2 separate regions of the Mus musculus genome follow, and region 1 is linked to region 2. Evidence: chromatin contacts called from public Hi-C data. All regions are on one chromosome and are shown on one strand. Each heading gives the region's core, a stretch centred on a gene start, on an enhancer-like site or on the middle of the called end of the contact. The rest is flanking DNA. Distances are from core to core; before and after follow the strand shown.

Evidence for each region. Hi-C and Micro-C count contacts between places; a contact is called where the count stands out from the background.
Region 1: a Hi-C map of the G1E-ER4 cell line shows a contact between it and region 2, with 2.7 times the contacts expected there. The contact joins the enhancer-like site here to the promoter of Msl3 in region 2. A contact is called at or near these places in 4 of 39 promoter capture datasets (the HPC-7 cell line, HPC-7-derived erythroid cells, liver and 1 more), 4 of 484 Hi-C or Micro-C datasets (the G1E-ER4 cell line, the HL-1 cell line, LSK cells and 1 more), 4 of 115 datasets of contacts at active chromatin or transcription factors (astrocytes, bone marrow-derived macrophages, fibro-adipogenic progenitors and 1 more) and 1 of 9 other capture datasets (macrophages).

Annotation. Positions count from the first base shown.
Region 1 is chrX:169,041,787-169,045,973 of GRCm38.p6, reverse strand. All of the region lies in intron 1 of Arhgap6 (Rho GTPase activating protein 6), which reads right to left. Among named protein-coding and RNA genes, the nearest start is that of Amelx, 140 kb to the left of the region's middle. Within about 2 kb of position 2,708, at least 2 of the 459 cell types and tissues checked have an H3K27ac peak or open chromatin away from gene starts, as enhancers often do. A contact at or near this core is called in the G1E-ER4 cell line and the HPC-7 cell line, where this site is marked.
Region 2 is chrX:168,671,857-168,675,788 of GRCm38.p6, reverse strand. It overlaps Msl3 (MSL complex subunit 3), which reads left to right and starts at 1,917. Exons shown (of 13, transcript NM_001370791.1): 1 at 1,917-2,061; 2 at 3,444-3,526; 3 at 3,899-3,932. The coding sequence starts at 1,960.

The DNA of each region.
Region 1 (4,187 bases), core at 1,459-3,958, 370 kb before region 2:
TTTTCCACTGTTTAGAAAACACAATACATTAGACTAGTGTCATGAGCTTAGAGGGAAAATGGTCCATTTTAGTTTTGTTTTTATTAGTAAAATTTGTTCAGAGCACTCTTGATAGTGTTCTTCTAAGTTTTATATATATTTGTGTGTATATATATATATACATATATATATATATATATATATATATATATATAAAATTTCATAACATAAGTGAATATTAGATCCTTAAATGAATACTTACTGGGATATATAGTGTAGGTCAGTGGAGTTTGCGTAATACATGAATAGTTTAAACATTCTAATTAACACTTTAAGAAACTTTGAAGCCCTCTGAAAGAATAATGGATCTTTCACAAGTAAGTAACTCCTAAGGCATCATACACTCAGGCTGGTTATCTCTGTTTGCCAACAAGTTCCCCCCCCCCCCCCACAACAAAAGAAAATAAAACATCTACTCTCTGTTGGGGGGGTGTTCTTCCTTAGACACACATCTCAGTAGGATATTTGGGCTGTTTCAAGAAGGAGATAGGAAAATGAAAAACCAAGATGTCAGGGTTTGAATGGATTATTTCCCTCTGCTTTTGCTTCTCCAGATTTTGCCTTGTGAACACATTGGTAGTATCTCTTCCAATCAGTGCTAAGTCAGGTTCTCATACTGCTGCTCCTTCCATGACAAGTGCTCCACATAGCTTATTACTGAGTGCCTTGCCACCCTTCATTGCCTGCCTCACTTCTGCCAACATGTCAAAAATAGTTCACTCCTCAAGTTGAGCATTCTGAGTTCCTTTCTGTTTGGATCTTAACACTATGATTTCCTTTATGATTCAATAGCTTAAAGTAAGAGGAAAAGTGTCATTTCTTTTGAAATGAAAGTCAAGGCTTTTTTGTTCAGACCATCATTTGACATTTTGTTCAGACCATCAACACCAAGATCATAGCACCTAGTAGACATCTGAAAGTCGTATGCATATATACAGAAATAACACTGAGTGTCACTGCTTCAAATTATTATGCAAACTCAACATTCCATCTCTTTGCTACAGTGGTAACGCCATAATAGGGATCTCTTGTATTATACAGGGCTTTGTGCCTATTATGAGGCAATGCCCACCTAACACAAAGTTGTTCAGGAAACACAGAGCCAGACACTCTCCATGCTAACAAGATGCCTTTATTACTTGTACTTAGGCAATTTCTTCACCCGATATTTCACTCAACTGTGTAAAGGGGTCATTAAAAAAATATTGTTAGAGTTAATCTTCAAGAGTTCTGTTGGTGTTCCCATAGCAACTTTCCTCCCAATTCTGAAAATTCATGCTAGAAATCTAGTTTATTTGACACCGCAAATGCTCACATTTTATTATAATTTGTTAATTAGAAAGTTCTAAGAATATATCAGTGAAGAAGGAAAGGAAATCCTGGATGATTTTTATTTCAAAGGGTCATGGCACCTTTTAAGAAAAGCAAAGAAGTCAAGCCATATTTCAGTGAACAAAGATCATATTTGAACTGATCAAATTCCTGGTAGTATGCCATAGCCCTTATTCATATAAAGTAATATGGATATAACTCAATGGGTGGAGTGGCAGCCTACCTACCATACCACATTCACAGCAAAGCAACCTGCCTCAACCTTCATAGAGAAAGAACTACCATATATACAGTGATAACAATACTTGTTCTTTTTGTCCTATTTGTTTAAAAAGAGAAAATGTGTGCTTGGGACAACTGGTGACTGCAGTGCAAAATTCAACAAGTTGATAGTAACTTGATTTGTTACTTGCCCAATCATTTAGGAGCTTACAGTATGAGACAAGTCATGCTAATTATCATTAAGTGATATGGCCAGAAGTTTAGAAAAGTTCCCTAGAATCATCTCAATGGCAGAAAAGATAAATCACCAACCACGGGGTAGCCAGTGGTTGTTCAGATGAAATTGAGGAAGAAGATTTGGAAGCCACAGTCTCCCCCCTCCTTCCTTTTGTTCCTTTCAGTGCCTCTTGCTTTAGTTCATAGCAAAGGGTCTACAGCACAACCCCAGCCACTGGACAAAACAAAAAACAAAACAAACAAACAAACAAAAAACAGCACAGCCTCATGTCTTGTTTTCAGACTGTTGCAGGTCTGTTGTCCACCAATAAAGGTTTTCTGCGAACACTTCACATCTTTTCACAATTATACCTTCAAATTTTAGACACAGACTTACAAAATTTGAGCAACTGACACTCTTCTAAGTCCAGACAAAGGCAACATACCAGGTAAGGCTGATAGATGTTAATGCATAAAGAAGATAGCTACAGAAAATATCTTTTAATCTCAGAATCTGAAAGAACATTGGTACTGAGAAATCAAGAAGTAAAAGTCCCAAGGTATCAAGATATCTATTATGACAATACTCTTTTCAGTATCAGCACTTTATAGCATAAAAATATGCTATTGATAGTGGTTACTGAGTCTAGCCAGCCAACTCTTATCTTTCATTTTGTCAATACTGACTATTAAAAAGCAGAGAAATCTGCAGATATTTTGAGGTATGTCATACAAAATGTTTCTCCAAACACATTAAAGACTTTGATTTCTCTATAAGAACATCTTAGCTGGGGCTGCAGGTTCTCAGCAGAATTGACACTTGGAACTGGGCTGTGCATCATTAGGATACATACCTGTACCTCATATCTCTACATATTACACACCAAGAGAAACTCCTGCTAGTAGTGAGCAAAAAATGCCTTGAGACGTTATCAGGTCCCTCTTAGAGAACTACTGACATAAATTAAAATGAAAACTGAGGGATATATTAGTATTCTGCAGTTTTTAGAGAAAGGCACATTTCTATGTCCCCAATATCTTTAGAGGGTTTGGCTGAAATGAACACTAGGGTCTAAAGCCAGGTACCTCTCTGGAAAGCTGTACTCTAGTACTTTGAAGTCACATTAATAATAATACTGTACTGTCTAGAGCTGCCTAGATCTTGAGTCCTAGCTTTTAACAGATTTGAATTTTTGCTTGCTTCAGGAGTAAGTGGTGAGCTAAGTGAGTCAGTACCAATAGTTTCCAAACATGGCTGATACCAGAGTCACCCCTAAATATTTTCTCAGTATTAACTTCAAGTCTGGTTCTTGGCGAAGCTCATTTAGTAGGAATTGGGCAAAAAGATGAAGGGAACATTTTTTTCCAGTATTCTCTCTACCCCTAACCCACTAAATAACCAACGAAGAGTTAACTTTGGAAAGTCCTGTTATAGTCTATGTAAAAACAGAATTCAACTTGTGCCACTGCCTACTCTAGGCAGTAAAGATATGATGGGAAATGTATTTTTGGATGCCTGTCCTGAACAAGCTTCCACATCAGCTTAGGAAAATAAGCGCTGAATATAAAATATAATAAGTTCAATAAAACTCATGTGATATGATCAATGGTAACTGAGTACAGTCAAAAACACTTTGAAGAGAGTCATCAGAGAAGGTGACTCTCCCCTACCATGTGAGGGATGCAGACTAATGTGCTACATGAAGAACATACTAGACATAAATGACAAACAAAATGCCTCTGCAGAAATAAAATGGTCAGTTTTGTAGATCTTTGTAGATGATAAAAGATTACAGCTAGACTGGGGAAGGGTGATAAGAATCAGAGAAGAGCATGAAAGAGGACTTAAATGGTTGAAGTCAAGGATGAATATTACTCTACATGCAATAGAGACAAACGATAGAACTTCAAGCACTAAAATTTCACTGTACCATTTTATTATTAAAGGATTCTTCTCAATACATGGCAATGCAATGGCAGAGTCTGGAAACTATCCAGGGGGAAATTAGGAACCAAGAATACAGCAAAGAATTATTATGATTGGATCATACACTTACAACCAATTTGAAAATAAAACCCATTCAGTACAGGCTTATCACATTATGAGGGAAGAAGTATGCCCCCCCAAAAATGCAAAATAAAATTAAGCAACATGTGGTAAATGTTTCAAAATGATTGGTTGATATCTTTACTATACAGCACCCAATGGGAACCTGGTTGTCGAATAACAGTGATGCTTAATGAGAAATTAGAAAAATGAAAAGTGTGACTTCTTTAAAAAGTAGCTTTTCCAAACTAAATAGGCCCCATCCAAGAAAGAGTATCACAGAAAAACTCAATTTGGGAAGACATGAGATTAGAAAGGATGTTTATAATTA
Region 2 (3,932 bases), core at 668-3,167:
ACACACACACAGAGAGAGAGAGAGAGAGAGAGAGAGAGAGAGAGAGAGAGAGAGATATCAGACTTCTATGTATATAATAGCTGTATATAGGTATCACTCTTAGATTTTATAGAGGAAGGCAGAGAAGGAGAGCCACCCATGACACAAGGATGGACTTGAATAGGAAAAAAAGGAACCCACCTCTCCTCAAAGGTTAGAGCATGGAGTGGACTCTTCCGTTCATGAACCGGAAACACCACACTACTCCAGCTATGGCTACATGTGATAAGCTGTGATATGTGCTTCAGAGCTGCCTCTGCCATTTACAGGGAACACTACCATCTACTATCCACATTCCTGGAGAATCAGGGTTCCAGTTCTGGCTTATGGACTTCATTGTCTTAGATCCAAGTCATTATCTGGCCATTTTCCTCACACCTGCCCTCCTCTTTGCCCTATCTGGCCAGTGGAGCTATTCCTCACTCAGCTCTTAATTCTAGAAAACCTGGAGGACTCCCAAGATGCCTCCTTCCCTTCCCTCAGTTATATCCAGTTGGCCATTGAGTTTTATGGATTTGATTTCATAAATCTGTGATCATTCATCCATTAAATATTTATTGTGTGCTGTGAGTATACAATGACACACTGGATTAGACACCCCCAACCCCCAGGTTCAAGCAGTTTACCCTCTTAGTGGGGCCATCTTGCAAATGAACAACCCATTCTCCAGCAGAGCAAGAAAATGGTAATAAAAGGGTAAGTCGAGTTCTGGGAGGGAATACTGGACAGATACATGGTTGGTTCCTCTAGGCTCCTGCGGGACCTTTCTCTTGGAAGTGCCCAAGTGGAGGTGTGAGAGATTTGGACCTTGTACCAGGTGAAGGGAGGTGGGGGTGGGGAGACGCAAATTTCTGGAAGCAAGAACAGAGTGAGTGGCTGTGGGAAATCTGACAGTTCACTAAAAACCTCCCAGCCCATCTGCTCAACTTTCCAGCCAGGTCTTGATCTAGTAATCACACTGCCTAGTGGCTTTGCACTCAAGAAGAAACAGGCCAGCACTGCCCTCTCTGTCACTGAAGCTCTGCCCTTCAAGTCTCCTGTCTTCTGGTCGGTCATTCAGGGAGTATTTATGAACGCCCGATCTTTGCAGGCACTCTGTTAACAGCAGTCTCAATGGTGCTTCCACTCTTCAGGAGGTTTTGAGCCACTAAAGATAGACCATGGGGGAGCAATTCAGGAGTGCTGCAAGCTGACACGTAAGGTGTTAACGACCCTTTCAGGACCCATAAGCTTTGCTGTCCGCTGCTCACTGGGGCCTCCAGGCCCTACCTGCTGGTCCTCTCGGAAGGATGACCCAGTGTTCTATTAACTGCCCGGAATGTCTCCTCCCCTCGCTCAAGGCCACTGCCCTTCTCCGGCCAGCTCCAACACCGCGTCCTTCTCGCGTGGCCACACTCATCTGCGCGCAGCTCCGCCGAGGGGGCTGACGCGCGCGCGCGCGGCCAGGCAGCTCCTGGGGGCAGACGCCATCCAGCCTCCTCGGCGCCTGGTGACTACCCTAGAGCAATCCTCTCCCTAAGAGATCCCCACACTCCGGCCAGAGAGCGCACGCCCGGGGTGACAGCTCGGCACACACGTGGGCGCAGCCTGGAAACCGCGGGAATCCTAACCCATGGGGACCAGAGGGAACGGTCTGCTGGAAGACCTCGGTCGAGGGATCTTGCTCCCCGTCCGCACCCCTCTCTGAGCCCCAGAGGGGACGGGCGGGGACAAGCCCTGGCGGGGCCGCGCGCTTCCATCGCCACTGCCAAGGTCCTCGCAGTGGCGCGGGGTGGCCGGAGGAGGGGCCGAGGGCGGGGCGGTCGTAGCCTCCACCACTCCCGGGCCCCCCCGGTGGCGGAGCGCCGCCTCCCCGGCCGTCCTCCCCCACCGCGCGCACTCTGCCCGCCCCGGAGCCTCGCCCTCCGCCACGATGAGCAAATGAGCGCGAGCGAGGGCATGAAATTTCAATTCCACTCTGGGGAGAAAGTGCTGTGCTTCGAGCCTGACCCTACCAAGGCGCGAGTGCTGTACGATGCCAAGGTGCCGCCGCGGGGGGAACAGGGAGGAGATGCGGGACTGGGTTCGAGGGATGGGAGGCAAAGGGGCCAGCGGAGGACAAGTGGCCTGGAGTCCTGGACAGCCACCAGGGCGCGCCTTGGCCTGCGTGGAGCGGCCCGGGACTACAGGGGACGCTGGCGAGACGTGCTGGGCGCGCGACTTCCCTAACTAGAAAGGACCCGTGATGCTTCCGCTTCCGGCCGTGTCGCGTCGCTTACGCGCGGTTGCTAGGCCAGGGTGGCGGTTTGAGCGCTGGGCGCCAATCCCGGCGACCGGTGTAGGAGGACTGTCGCCTGAGGCCTCTGCTTTTGTAACGAATCTGTCCTTGTCCCACGCGGCTTCTCGCCACATGGGCTCAGTAGAGGACACCTTGACCAGTTTCCCCACCCACATCTTCAACCTGGTCCTCAATTATTCCCAGCTGTCAGTCCCGAACCCTGGTCAAATTTAGGATTGTAGTCCTGCTGGGGGGGAAGGGAGGGGCTCAAGGTTGCTCTGTTGCTTTCTAAAGGATTGGTGGGAGGCGAACAGAGCTAGGAAAGAATCGCATCTCGCCTGTATCCAGCTTGGTCAGCCCAGGCTGAGCTATATCTTGCGGTTGTCAGTTTTTAAGTGGAGGACTGGGCACCTAAGTGCTCCAGAGCCCAAAGAAGGTAAAAATTCAGCGCGCTGGGGGTCGGGGCGAGCATCGGTGTTTCCAGCCACCAAGGTGAAGTCCTTGGTGGCAGAGACAACTCGGAGCAGCACCAGGTGTGTTTTTAGCCATGTTTCAGCAGTGCTGTCCAGTGGAACACCCCAAGGTCTGTGCTGGATTATGTATCTTTGGTTCTTCCTGAAACCCTTAACTCTGTTTACCTCCTATTGCTATCCCTCCAGCTTGCTCTATCGCTAGGAGATGGAAGGATATACGTTTCATTTGTACCAGCTATCACCTTAGGGAATGCATGGCTATTAAGGGGAGGGGAAGGGTTGTGGAAGTCTCTGGCTAGCTAGGCAAGACACTGGACAAGGCAAGGCCCAGGTGACTACAACTCCCAGAGGTCTCAGGGCTGTTCTCTCTAGTCTGGGCCCTTCGCTAATGACAAATCTACCGACCAATGACTTCAGAAGTTTCACCCGGTCTCAAACTCAAGAGACCAATCCTGGGTTGGTTGGACGGATGTTTCCTATTTTGAGGCAACCACTCGGGCAGAAGAGGAAAAAAAATGTTGAAGAATGTTACGACCCAGCTCTCGATCTAAAGGGGGGAGGGATGAGTACTTTCTTATTTCTTTAAGAAGGGACTGTGATCTAGTTCTTTTTACCAAACTTATAGTAATTTTCGGTTTGCTGTGCCACGCGTGAGTAGTATTTCCTGGTTTCAGATCATCGATGTTATTATCGGGAAAGACGAAAAGGGCAGAAAGATTCCAGAATATCTGATACATTTTAATGGTTGGAACAGAAGGTCAGTGAACTTGTTACAGTTAGACTTAATCGCCTTTGTAGCAAGATAATTTTGTAACTTTAAGTTTTAGAAACACTTGTAGAAAAGTTTAATTTCCTGCTTCTGCTTTGTTTGGAAAGCTTGCCTGGTCTGAGGCATGATTACTTTAAAGTCTGTTATGTTTGGATGATCTATGAGTAATCTCTAGAAATCTTGGTTGCTGTAGCTGAGTTCCCTTTGTGCTTTATTGGTAACCTCTTGGTGGTTTTGAAGTTTTTTTTTATAGCTTTCTAAAATGTCAGCAAGTCTGGGGCACTTCTTCATGATGCTTTTTAGCATCCGTTTCATTTGTTTCAAAATACTGACGTTTACATCCTCTTCTTTTTCAACCAGTTGGGATAGATGGGCAGCTGAAGAACATGTGCTA